Regions from separate parts of the Anas platyrhynchos genome. Here region 1 is linked to region 2. A link is a contact called in public Hi-C data. All regions are on one chromosome and are shown on one strand. Each heading gives the region's core, a stretch centred on a gene start, on an enhancer-like site or on the middle of the called end of the contact. The rest is flanking DNA. Distances are from core to core; before and after follow the strand shown. Region 1 overlaps TRIM71 (tripartite motif containing 71). Region 2 has its middle 13 kb from the start of TRIM71.

What was found. A called contact is a pair of places that touch in the nucleus more often than the background predicts.
Region 1: a contact with region 2 is called in a Hi-C map of subcutaneous adipose tissue, with 2.3 times the contacts expected there. The contact joins two enhancer-like sites. A contact is called at or near these places in 3 of 8 Hi-C or Micro-C datasets (F1 follicle, liver and subcutaneous adipose tissue).

What each region holds. Positions count from the first base shown.
Region 1 is chr2:116,379,037-116,384,133 of IASCAAS_PekinDuck_T2T, reverse strand. It overlaps TRIM71 (tripartite motif containing 71), which reads right to left. Exons shown (of 5, transcript XM_038174817.2): 5 at 1-2,843. The coding sequence ends at 1,392. Among named protein-coding and RNA genes, the nearest start is that of CNOT10, 38 kb to the left of the region's middle. Within about 2 kb of position 3,208, at least 2 of the 8 cell types and tissues checked have an H3K27ac peak or open chromatin away from gene starts, as enhancers often do.
Region 2 is chr2:116,311,921-116,317,135 of IASCAAS_PekinDuck_T2T, reverse strand. No RefSeq gene overlaps it. Among named protein-coding and RNA genes, the nearest start is that of TRIM71, 13 kb to the left of the region's middle. Within about 2 kb of position 1,850, at least 3 of the 8 cell types and tissues checked have an H3K27ac peak or open chromatin away from gene starts, as enhancers often do.

The DNA of each region.
Region 1 (5,097 bases), core at 1,959-4,458, 66 kb before region 2:
CTGAAAGGGCTAATTTCGCCCTGCCTCCAAGCTTTTAAGGATCATTAGTTTATTTTTTACACAGAATTCTTTGGTACTGCCCTGGGAAAAAAAAAAAAGTTTCATCTTGATATAATTTGCCTTAGGCTGGAACTAGTAACTTTTCATTTGGATCTGTAGCAAGAGCTACATGGAGCCACAGGCTCACCCCACCTGAAATACTGAATTAGAGCTTCCGGACTATTCCAGTCCAGCTCCCTGGGAAAGCCAGAGGATGAAAAAAGTTTCACCACTGATAGTTATTGCAATCCTCTAAACACAAGAGACTTGATTTTTCCAAAACTCACCCTGAATCTCCAAAGCTGTGCTTATTTCTTACTTTTGGAAATAGGTACCACTTCTAACAAATCCATTGAACTTTTTCCCCCTTAAAGTCTCCCTATGGGGAGGGCCAAAAAAAAAAAAAAAAGCTAGTCATTTCACAAAAAAAAAAAAAAATTAAATCAAGGGCTTGATTTTCCCTGTTTCAATGCTCCTCATAACTTCTTATCCAGATTAGGCATACATACTGATAACAGAAAAGACTTTAATACTAAACTTTCAGATGAAAAGATATAAAAAGAAATAACTCAAGGACAGGTTACACTACAGGAAGCCTTGCTTTGTCTAAGCTTTTTGACAACTGAACTAAGCCACTAGAAGGAACAATTTGGTTTCAACTCAAAAGAATTTTTGTGCATTTTCATCAGCTTCTCTTTGTGCTGTTGGATTACTGTGTTTCAGAAAAAGTACACAGAAATGCCAAAAAGATGCAAGCTTGCTCTTCCTGGCGAGTAAATCCCACTCACTTCCACAAAACGTTCAAAGTCTCTGGGAACAAGACACTGTGCTCACCAGTAAATCAAACACACTGAGGTATAAAAAGGAGAACAGGAAAAAGTTCTCTGCTGCAGCAGCAATTCAAAAAAAAAAATCCCCCTCCCGTGTCCCCACCCACAGAACTGCAGTATGGTCAAGAACACAAATTCTCTACAAATACCTACTACCATTTTCTCCATTAAAAAAAAAAAAAAACTTATAGCGCCTTTTTGGCTTAAGCCTACAGAATATACCACACAAACCACCTAATGTGCACAGCAACACGTTTGTGCATGAAACCCCATGGGGGGAGAGGTAAAAATTTTCTGAACTGTGAGTGTGTTGGGACGGGGAGGAGGAGAGAAACTGGGGATGGAAGGGAGGACAATGAGGTAGATAGAATTTAACTTTACAGGCTCACTCCCTGCAGAAAAGATAAGTACATTCATCTGTAAAAAAATTAAAGATGAGGTAGGTTTGAATCAACGTTGTATTTTTTCATTTTCTCTTAGAAGAATTTCCCTGAGACAGTTTCTTCCTAATTCAAACACAGATTAGAAGACGAGAATTCGATTGTTTCCAAAGTCGACCACAACAATCATGCCATCAGGGGTGACGGCTATACCTGAAGGACGGTCCATCTGACCAAAGCCGCTTCCCTGAGTGCCAAACTTGCATAAAAAGCTACCATTGGACTCAAATATCTGCACCCGGTGGTTCCTGGAATCGGCCACAATGATGCGCCCCTCTTGATCCACCGCCACTCCCTGCGGGCGCAGGAACTGCCCGTTGCCGCTGCCCTCCGAGCCCAGGAAGCGTGCTGACTGGCAATCGGCGTGGATGACCAGCAGGCGATGGTTGTTGAAGTCTGTCACGACCAAGTGGCCCTCGTGATTGAAAGTCACACCTCTGGGGGAATCAAAGTGCTTCCAGAGTGCCCCTTCAAAGCCATACTTGTTAAGAAACGCTCCATCGGGCCCGAACAGCTGAACGCGATGGTTCCTCGTGTCAGAGACCAGGATTTTGCCCTCTGCGTTGACGGCCACATCCCACGGGTAATTGAATTGCCCATTCTTTGTTCCTTTCTCCCCAAACTTCAGAATGAACTGCCCTTCGAAGGTGAAGATCTGGATGCGATGATTGTCCTTGTCAGCCACGACGATCCTACGCGAGATGTCACAGGCCACACCAGCGGGACGATCAAACTGGCCGGGCCGGGAGCCCAGCGTGCCGAACTTGTGGTGGAAAGTCCCGCACGGCTTGAACACCTGGATGCGGTTATTGCTGCGGTCAGCCACAATGATGTAGCCTTCTTTGTCTACGCTAACCCCCCAGGGGCGGCAGAGCTTGCCGTCGCTATCTCCCTCGCTGCCAAACGAGAGCCCAGGCAGCCCGATACCAATGTAGCTGCGCCCAGATTTCACCATGACTTTGAAGGGACTGTTCTCAATGTGTTGGTTGCACATCATCACAGACACCAGGTGCTCTCCCTCTAGCTGTGGACGGTAGCTGACCAGGTAGGTCCCGTTCTGTTGATCACTGACGTCTGCCCCAAAAAGGTTTCCATCTGGACCCATCACCACTGCAGAGATCATGTCGCCTCCTGAAAGGCGAGGCTCACCGTCGTGGTCATAGCCTATCACTGTGAAAGAGGCCACTTTGCCCTGCAGCGCACGCTTGAGGCCTTCTCCAGTGGCTTTGGTCAGAGGAGCAAAAGCTCCACTGCTAACAAAGCCCATGGATTTAATGGCCATATACAAGGCCTGGTCAGGGGGTGTGAACATGATCCTGTCATCCTCCTGGGGCTGGAGAAGGCCCCTCACATTCTTCAGCTCCTGCACCTGAGCCAGCATACGGTCCCGGGCCAGAAGAATATCCATGGTACGACCTTCCTCCAGGACCTGCTGAACAGCACTAATGGTGTTGTCCAGCTTATTTAGGTTCTGACGTAACTTTTCAACTTGCAGGTAGAGTGACTTAGCCTTGACTTGACGAATCTTTTCCACCTTGGGGGAGAGGAAGGGGGAAGAAAAGCACACTTATCAGGGAAAGACAACCCGTGACACCCAAACACTTCCTAATGTTCCTTCTACATAAACAGTTACGTAGTTATTGCAGGATGCTGACACAGGACGTGATAAGATAAACTGTAAAACAAGCCTTTAGAAACTATGGCATAGAGAACACCAGTGAGGAAAAGCAACTATTTATCCAAATTCAGATTTTCTCCAGTTAAAAAAAATAATCACACATTCTTGCTCTATGGAGCTGCTGCATCAGTATTCTATTTGTTCTATTCGAAAGATTTGCTTGGTTAGTAGCTAATGACGACTTGCTTCCTTAAAAGCTACTCTACCCCCTACCTGCAAGGTACTTGACAGATCATCAGAAGGCACATCTTATTTAAACTCTAAAGGCTAAAGTTACTGCAGCTCTCAAAGAGTCCAAAGCATCTCTAAGAGGAGAACGGAGAAGTATTTCAGAGGGTGGGCTGTTATCACACAAGCCTGATGCTGCGTTGGCATCAGCCAACGGATACGGGCTCTCCTCGTTCCCTTGCCTGCCCAAACTGTTTTCGTGGGACTGGATACTACCAGACACCTATCTCCAGGACCTTTTAGGATCCAGTTATTTTGATATTTTCTTACAAATACTGGCAGTCATGCTGAGCTACTATTTTACAACAGGATGCCATGTCACTTCAAAGGACAGACAGTTGCTGCCAGCCCCTACTAGGGCTGGAAGCTCAACCAACAATAGTTCTGTTTTGTTTTTAAAAACATGCCCATGTTTGTCTTTACTTGTCAAAAATCACTTGACAACTGGAAAAATACACCTGCTTTGTAAATTTAATTGCTTTATTGTTGTTAAAATGCATTTCTTTATGCCTGATACTTGTGTGGCTGCAGAACAATACCAATGTATTTTGGTGAGGGACAAGTCGGTTTATAACTGAGTCTTCAGACTTCACAAAGTGAGCAGTTAACAGATGTACAAACACGCCATTTCATTTAAAATTAAGGGATATTTTTACATAACTGCTTCCAAACAAGTATCAAACATGCTTCCTCCAATATCTCATTAAAGTCACCAGTTTCCAAAAGATTACCAGTCATGAGTACTTTGACCTCAGCTGTAGTACCCCAAATTATTCACTAGCACTCCTCACATCAGGCCTAAACATGCATTCTGCTTTTTCTTTTATGCTAGAATCGTTTCTCACACCAGTATGCAATCAAGACCCATTTTTTCCTTCATGAAAATAAAACAGTTTTATAACTTGAAGAAAACTTGTTCTCAGTGTAGGCTTTTTTTTTTTAATACACCTATGCTGGGATACAAACTCTTGCTTCTGTACTAGTAATACCTCAGAAGAAAAGGCTGCCAAAGTTTCTTGGGCAAGGCCAGCAGTGGAAAGTGAACTTCTTCCTCATTTCAAGTACCTCAAGAAAGCAGCCTTCAAACAGTAACTATCAAGTTTGTTCTTATAAGAATGTCTAAAACCAAGAGAACTATAAAAACACAAACCTCTACTTTAAGAGATTACTCACTGTATCTACAGCAACAGATTAAACCAGAAAATTACTGTTCCATTCCATTTCATGAGAAGAGGCAGGGCAGAAATAATTTAGCAGAATGGTACTGCCTCTTGACATCCAGTGCCTCAACCACGTGTACAGGCCGCCATCCTGGCCTTTAATAAGGGCAGTGGGCACACAGGACCTTTTTTTTTTTTTTTTGCTATACTTCATCCAGTGCACCTACAGATTTACAGGAGCACTTGAAATTTACTTGTAAGCTTTCTCACCTTTACCATGCATTTTTGCTCCTTCCCCTATACCAATTTCAGCAATCTCGTGGTCACAGAAAAGTCCATTTGACTGGCTGATCTAAAAGAGCTAAGCCAACAGCAGAAAGCGCGTTTCTGCTCAGTTCTGCATTAGGACCCAAAGGACCACTGCTAGACACTAAAAAACCATGACCATTAAATTACCTTTCTGGGTACTTCCCCCATTGTTGTGTTTCCCCACCCTGCACATTTATCACAGCTGAAGCGAATGCAGGAGTTTGAGATTACTCAAAGTACTTGAGTGCAGATACTGTTGCTGGGAAATATTTTCATTCTGCTAGTAAAAACCCCAAACCCTGCCATATTACTTCGTTTCACTAATCAGAAAAGGCAGCTACACTTTTTATAGAATAAAGCAAGTTCTTGGGTGTGTCGAGAAAGCTTATACTGATTTGTTTCTAAGGATACAG
Region 2 (5,215 bases), core at 601-3,100:
CTGTTCAGGGGACGGGTAAAGCTCCTAAGCCTTGCTTTGGTGCTTTTGAAAGCGCAGTGCCATGCCAATTAGCCCCAGACGTGTTTGCAGAGTAAGAAAGACGCTGCTGGAGTTTCACCTGCTTCTCCGGGCTGGACAACTTCCTGCAAAATGCCTGAGCTCTCGCCCTCAAAGCATGGGCGGATGTCGTGGTGGCAACAATGGGCACAGTTTTGGGGCACTGCAGCCCTTTGATGCTCTGCCCTGCTCCCCTTGCCATCCCTCATGGTGCTCATCTCTGCTCCTCACGCCTCCACCACCAGCTCTTCCTAAAAAATTCTCCTAAAAAAATTTCTCCTAGAAAAGCCTGTGTGCAGGGGCTTGTATCCATCAGCAGGACTGGAACTACTTGGAAGTGATAGCAGTCTTCTTTCAAAGCGTAATAAAAAGAGTGTTTCTCTGTGCCTTATTACATATTCTTTTTCCTAAGCTGACACCACTCGTAATCCTTACACGGTTTGCTCAATTACCATCTTAAGCACTTGCATGATTTTAAGCACCTGGAGAGCTTGGCTGGCTTCACGGGGTGGTGTTTGTGTTTAACGCAACGCCTGGGTTATGCTGCTGACATGCTACAGTGCAACCAAGGCAAACTGCTGGTTTTGACTCCAGCGTAGGTGGTCTCTTACTTCTCTTGGGGCTCTATCTTCCAGCGAGGCTCTCTGAACTGATCATCGCTCCGAGGACTTCTCCACGCCTTTGGAAGATAACATCCATCCTGCTGGGACTTGCTGCTCGGGCTGTGTGGGAACGAAGGGCCATCTGCCCCAGGGCTGCTGCCGTCCCTCAGCACGGCAACTTGGGTGACAAACCAAGAGCTCCTGGGGCGTCCCATGTCTGTGCTGCTCTGCTGAGAAGCAAAATGTGTAACTGGAGCAAAGTGGGCACCAGGGAGCTGGGAGAGCAAAGTCTCACCACCAAGGCTGGTGGGCAGGAGGACAGCCCCAGAGATAAGTCTCTGAGTACGATGAGTGGTGATGGCAGAAGGTCGCTGAATGGGCTGGGTAAAGCACACTTTTGGGGAGGGGGCAAGGTGGACACGAACCTGCTCGCAGCCACTCTTCAGCCAGCATCTCCCATCACAAGGAAAGCTGACAAATTGTTTGTTAAATTATTTAAGATGTTGCTGACTGGTTATGAATTATTAAAGTGTTTAGTACTTACCATTGGGATGGCAACTTGGCCCAGAAAATCACAAGCCTTTCAAGAAACCCAAGGCTGGCCGTGGCTTGCCAGGCCTCACGGGGGTGGCCCAAGGTGGTCGGCACAGCAGTTTCAGCACGAGGAAAGGCATGGCTGATGCCTGGAGCGTGTTGCAGCCTGCGCTGCTGCAGCCAGCTCTGCTGCAGTCTCACAACCTCCCACCACTCCTCCCAGTGCTATTTTTATTTAATATTCACATGCTGGCAGTGCTGGGAGCCAAGAGCCCATGGCACCATGTGCCATATACCACAGAGACGATTCTTGTTCAGTAGTTAGCTTCTACTACTGTGATTTGCTTCCAAAATTATCTTGAGGGAAGAGAGGCGCTAAAGCAAGAATATGCCGATTCCCACCCTTAAATGCATGTTTGTCTTACGTTTCTGCTCCGTTGAAGATATTTGAAGTTTTTTATACTGGCCCTTTTTCCTCCCTTTCCACCCTCCCCCATGTTTGGGGCTCTTCCTTTCTCTTTTAGTTTTCCCATTCCTTGAAACCGTAATCATGTGCTGGCCATTACAACTTCTGTTCAATGCATACTTATCCTTTGTGGTCACCCTTCAAGAGATGGAGATTACTGATCAAAGAAAGAGTGTACCTTATCTTCCAATGTTATTTTGAGAAAGACAAAGCAAGGAGATAAATGCAGCCCATTTTGACTCGCAGCTCTGCTTAACAATACCCTCCATCAGTGTTGAGACAGAAAGGATTGGGCATGCGGTTAAAATATAACTCTTTGGAACAAAAATTCTGCTAATGAGTTCTGACTACACAACACGGCTGTTAAATAACGAGAAGAGGTTCACAATTACACTTGTGAATGAGCAACACGAGTTTGATTTGCAGGCACACGTACTATCATGGCATCCAGCATCCACAATCTAGTCGGCGATGGCTGGAAATCTCTGGAAGTGTTTGTGACTACAGTCAGCTTAATATGTTTGTCCTTGAAACGCACTGTTTCTTATTTAGTATCCTGTGTTCGTTTTTCCTCCCTTGCAAACATTTCAGTCATGCAGCCCAGGAACTGATTAAACCTCCCAATAAACACAGTACAGATGTCAAAGTGAAAAATTCACAAGCTATTCATAACAAGCCATCTGCTGAAAATAATTTGTCTAAACTATTTGGTGAAAATTGACAAAGTAATGAAAATGCTCAGAGATATTTGGGAAAATTCTAATTACCAAAAATCGATAGAAGGCCTAATTACATGTTTTGGATATGACTGAAATCTTCACAGCTTTTTGCAGGGTTTTGGATAATTATTACTCCTCGGCCTGCCTTGCTAGTTTTGCAGTTTTGAAGCAGATAAGTGCATTTCAAGTTCATGCTTACCCTATGGGAACGAGCAGTTTAGGTGTAGCCAGACCATGGTCTGATTTATTGTCCCAGGGCAATAAAAGGCAGAACTCCCACTCATGCTCTATTTGGACTATTTGGTAACTGCAGCCTTCAGAAATTCAGACGACCCAAACAATAGCATTCACTTTTCCTCAGGAAAAGGAATACCTAATCTTTAATATACTTTATTCTTATTATTATCATTATTCAGGTAAATATTTTTTTCTGTGGTCTTTCAAACTGCTCTTGGTGGCACTTTCACTAGTGCCATGTCCTGGCTTTCAGAGCTCCTTGCTGAGCCCCAGAGGTGGGCTTTTTTGTCTGCCTTAGCTCCAGGAGCACATTTTTTCAGTTCTCTGTATTTCTTCTTTTACCTGGTTTACATACTGAGATAGCTAAAGCGTTTTTTTTTTGTGGGTGAGGTGCAGATTCTGGCCACTGTGAGATGTATTTGTTGGTAGATCTGAGATCTCACCTTAAAATCACAAGCTATTTCCTGAAGAAGGCTTAAAGCAAAACATGGCAAGAAAAAAGAAAGGAGAAAGATCAGTGTCTTCAGGAGGCAAAATTTTCCAGCACATTGCTTAAACCCTCCTCTCCCCCACAGGGGCTGAGTAGAGATTAATTTCACAGCATATGAAATCCCATACAATCCACATTCCCTCAATATTCACATTTCCAGGAGGGATTAATCTGACTGAGCATAGCCCACAGACACGCAGAAAGGTGTCTCGGAGTTTTATGGCTGGAAGTCAGTGAAGACCTAGGTCCATCCATCTCCAGCGGTCATAAAAGCAACACGGGGACATTGCTGAGGGCTATGGGGACACTGCTGCTGTGCACATGTGGGATGGGGGCTTCCTTTGCGGGGGACCATGCAGCACAATGAGAAAGCCTGCTCCGAAAGCCTGCATGGAGATGTAGTTGTCAGGGCTTTCACTCTGGGATTAATAGTCTTGGGGTCAAACAGAGAGGTAGGTAGGTACCAATGATTTTTTCAGTAGAGGTTAAATCTGAAATCTGTACTTACAGAGTCATTCCCATGTCTTGTTTCTTTTTTTTTTCTTTTCAACCATCAGTGTAAATGTCCTAAATAACCTGAAATGTCTGTGTATACTGCTGGGTAGGCATAAAACTTAACAATAATTACCACAAGACATTTGATTTGACGGTTGCAGTAAGCACTTGCTTCACATTTTTTTAGTGTGAATTCTGATATTGTTGTCTCAGTTACGTACTGTCAGTAGGAACTGTGGGTGCTGCATGAAAAACACAAGGTGCAAACCTGGTGGTGCTCTCAGCTTAAGGAGACGATGTCCACCCCACACAGCAAGGCAGACAGCGGGTGCATCGCAGTCTGTGCATCCTTGTGAGGAGACAGCATGCTTTTAACCCATTTGTGCAGGTTTATAAGCTACAGCAGCGTGGGTAGCTTCTCCCTGGTCACACCAGACACTGCAGCACTGACCACACGAGAGCCCTTTGGGATGGTGGTCGCAGGAATCTCAAGGAAAGCATCTCCTGGCGGCATATGCCTCAGCACCTCACCTCTCTCCCTCATGGGCAGGCCCACCGCCCGCTCCCTGCCATCCCGAGGAGAAGAAGGTGCCTCCATCCATGCCTTGCCACCCCACAGCCGGTGGGCATGGCGGCCCCACAGGCTACTTTTGGGGTTTTCCTCCTCCTCGGCAGCTGTTCCGGCGGGGTTTGGTAGGACAAGAGTGGCACCCAGTGGCTGGTTCCTCCATCACACTGATCTTCCCCTCAGCCTCTCCAGGCGGTGGGCGAGGGGGGACCATCGTTGCAAACACCACAAAGAGAGGTTTTCCCAGCCCTGGGTTTTGTTCTGAGGGAGCCCACATTAGACGAGGATGCGGGATTGCAAGAGACAAAGTGAAATTTTGTCTGGCAAGACTGAGAAGTGGAAGAGGAGGTAGTTGCAAAGAACCTCTGGTCAGACTTAACCCCAACTCCTGATCCAGATGTTTGGCAAAAACCATGTAACCCATTGCCTTAGAATAACAAAGACCACATTAATCATGCCTAGCAAGCGATGGCCTGCAAGTCCATGTGAACCAGCCCCAAAGCCCGCAGCAAACACTGGTGGTATCTGCTGGAGGTGTGGAAAACAACCAGAGCAACACAGCCGTGGGAGCCCATGGGCCACTGAGCCCAGGCAGGAGGGAGAGCTGGAGCTGGCCCATCACTCATCTTCCTCCGTGGGTCTGATCCACAAGAGAGCTCCAACAGAAATGCTACCAAATTCTGCCTTTTTTAATTCCTGCTGAACCCATAGGGTGAGCAGACCTCAGCCCTACCCCTATTTAGAGCACGGGATGTTGCTGTCTTTGTAAGGACAGACTCTTGATAAGGATGATCCGGCTGTGTTGTTAGAAGTGTGATAAATAAATGGTGCTCAAATGGCTACGTTTCAATACAAGTGGGGTTTGGTGGAAAAAATGTTTTAAGAAAAGCTATATTTATTATTGGTTTTAATCTTTTTAGCGTGATTACAGAGCAGCAGACAATCTACTTTTCTTGTGGTGTAAGAGAATCCTCCTAAATGAATAAAATATGGAGTATGTTAGAACTCAGCTTAAAAACTAGAGAAGAGAGCAAAGGAAAAAGGAGA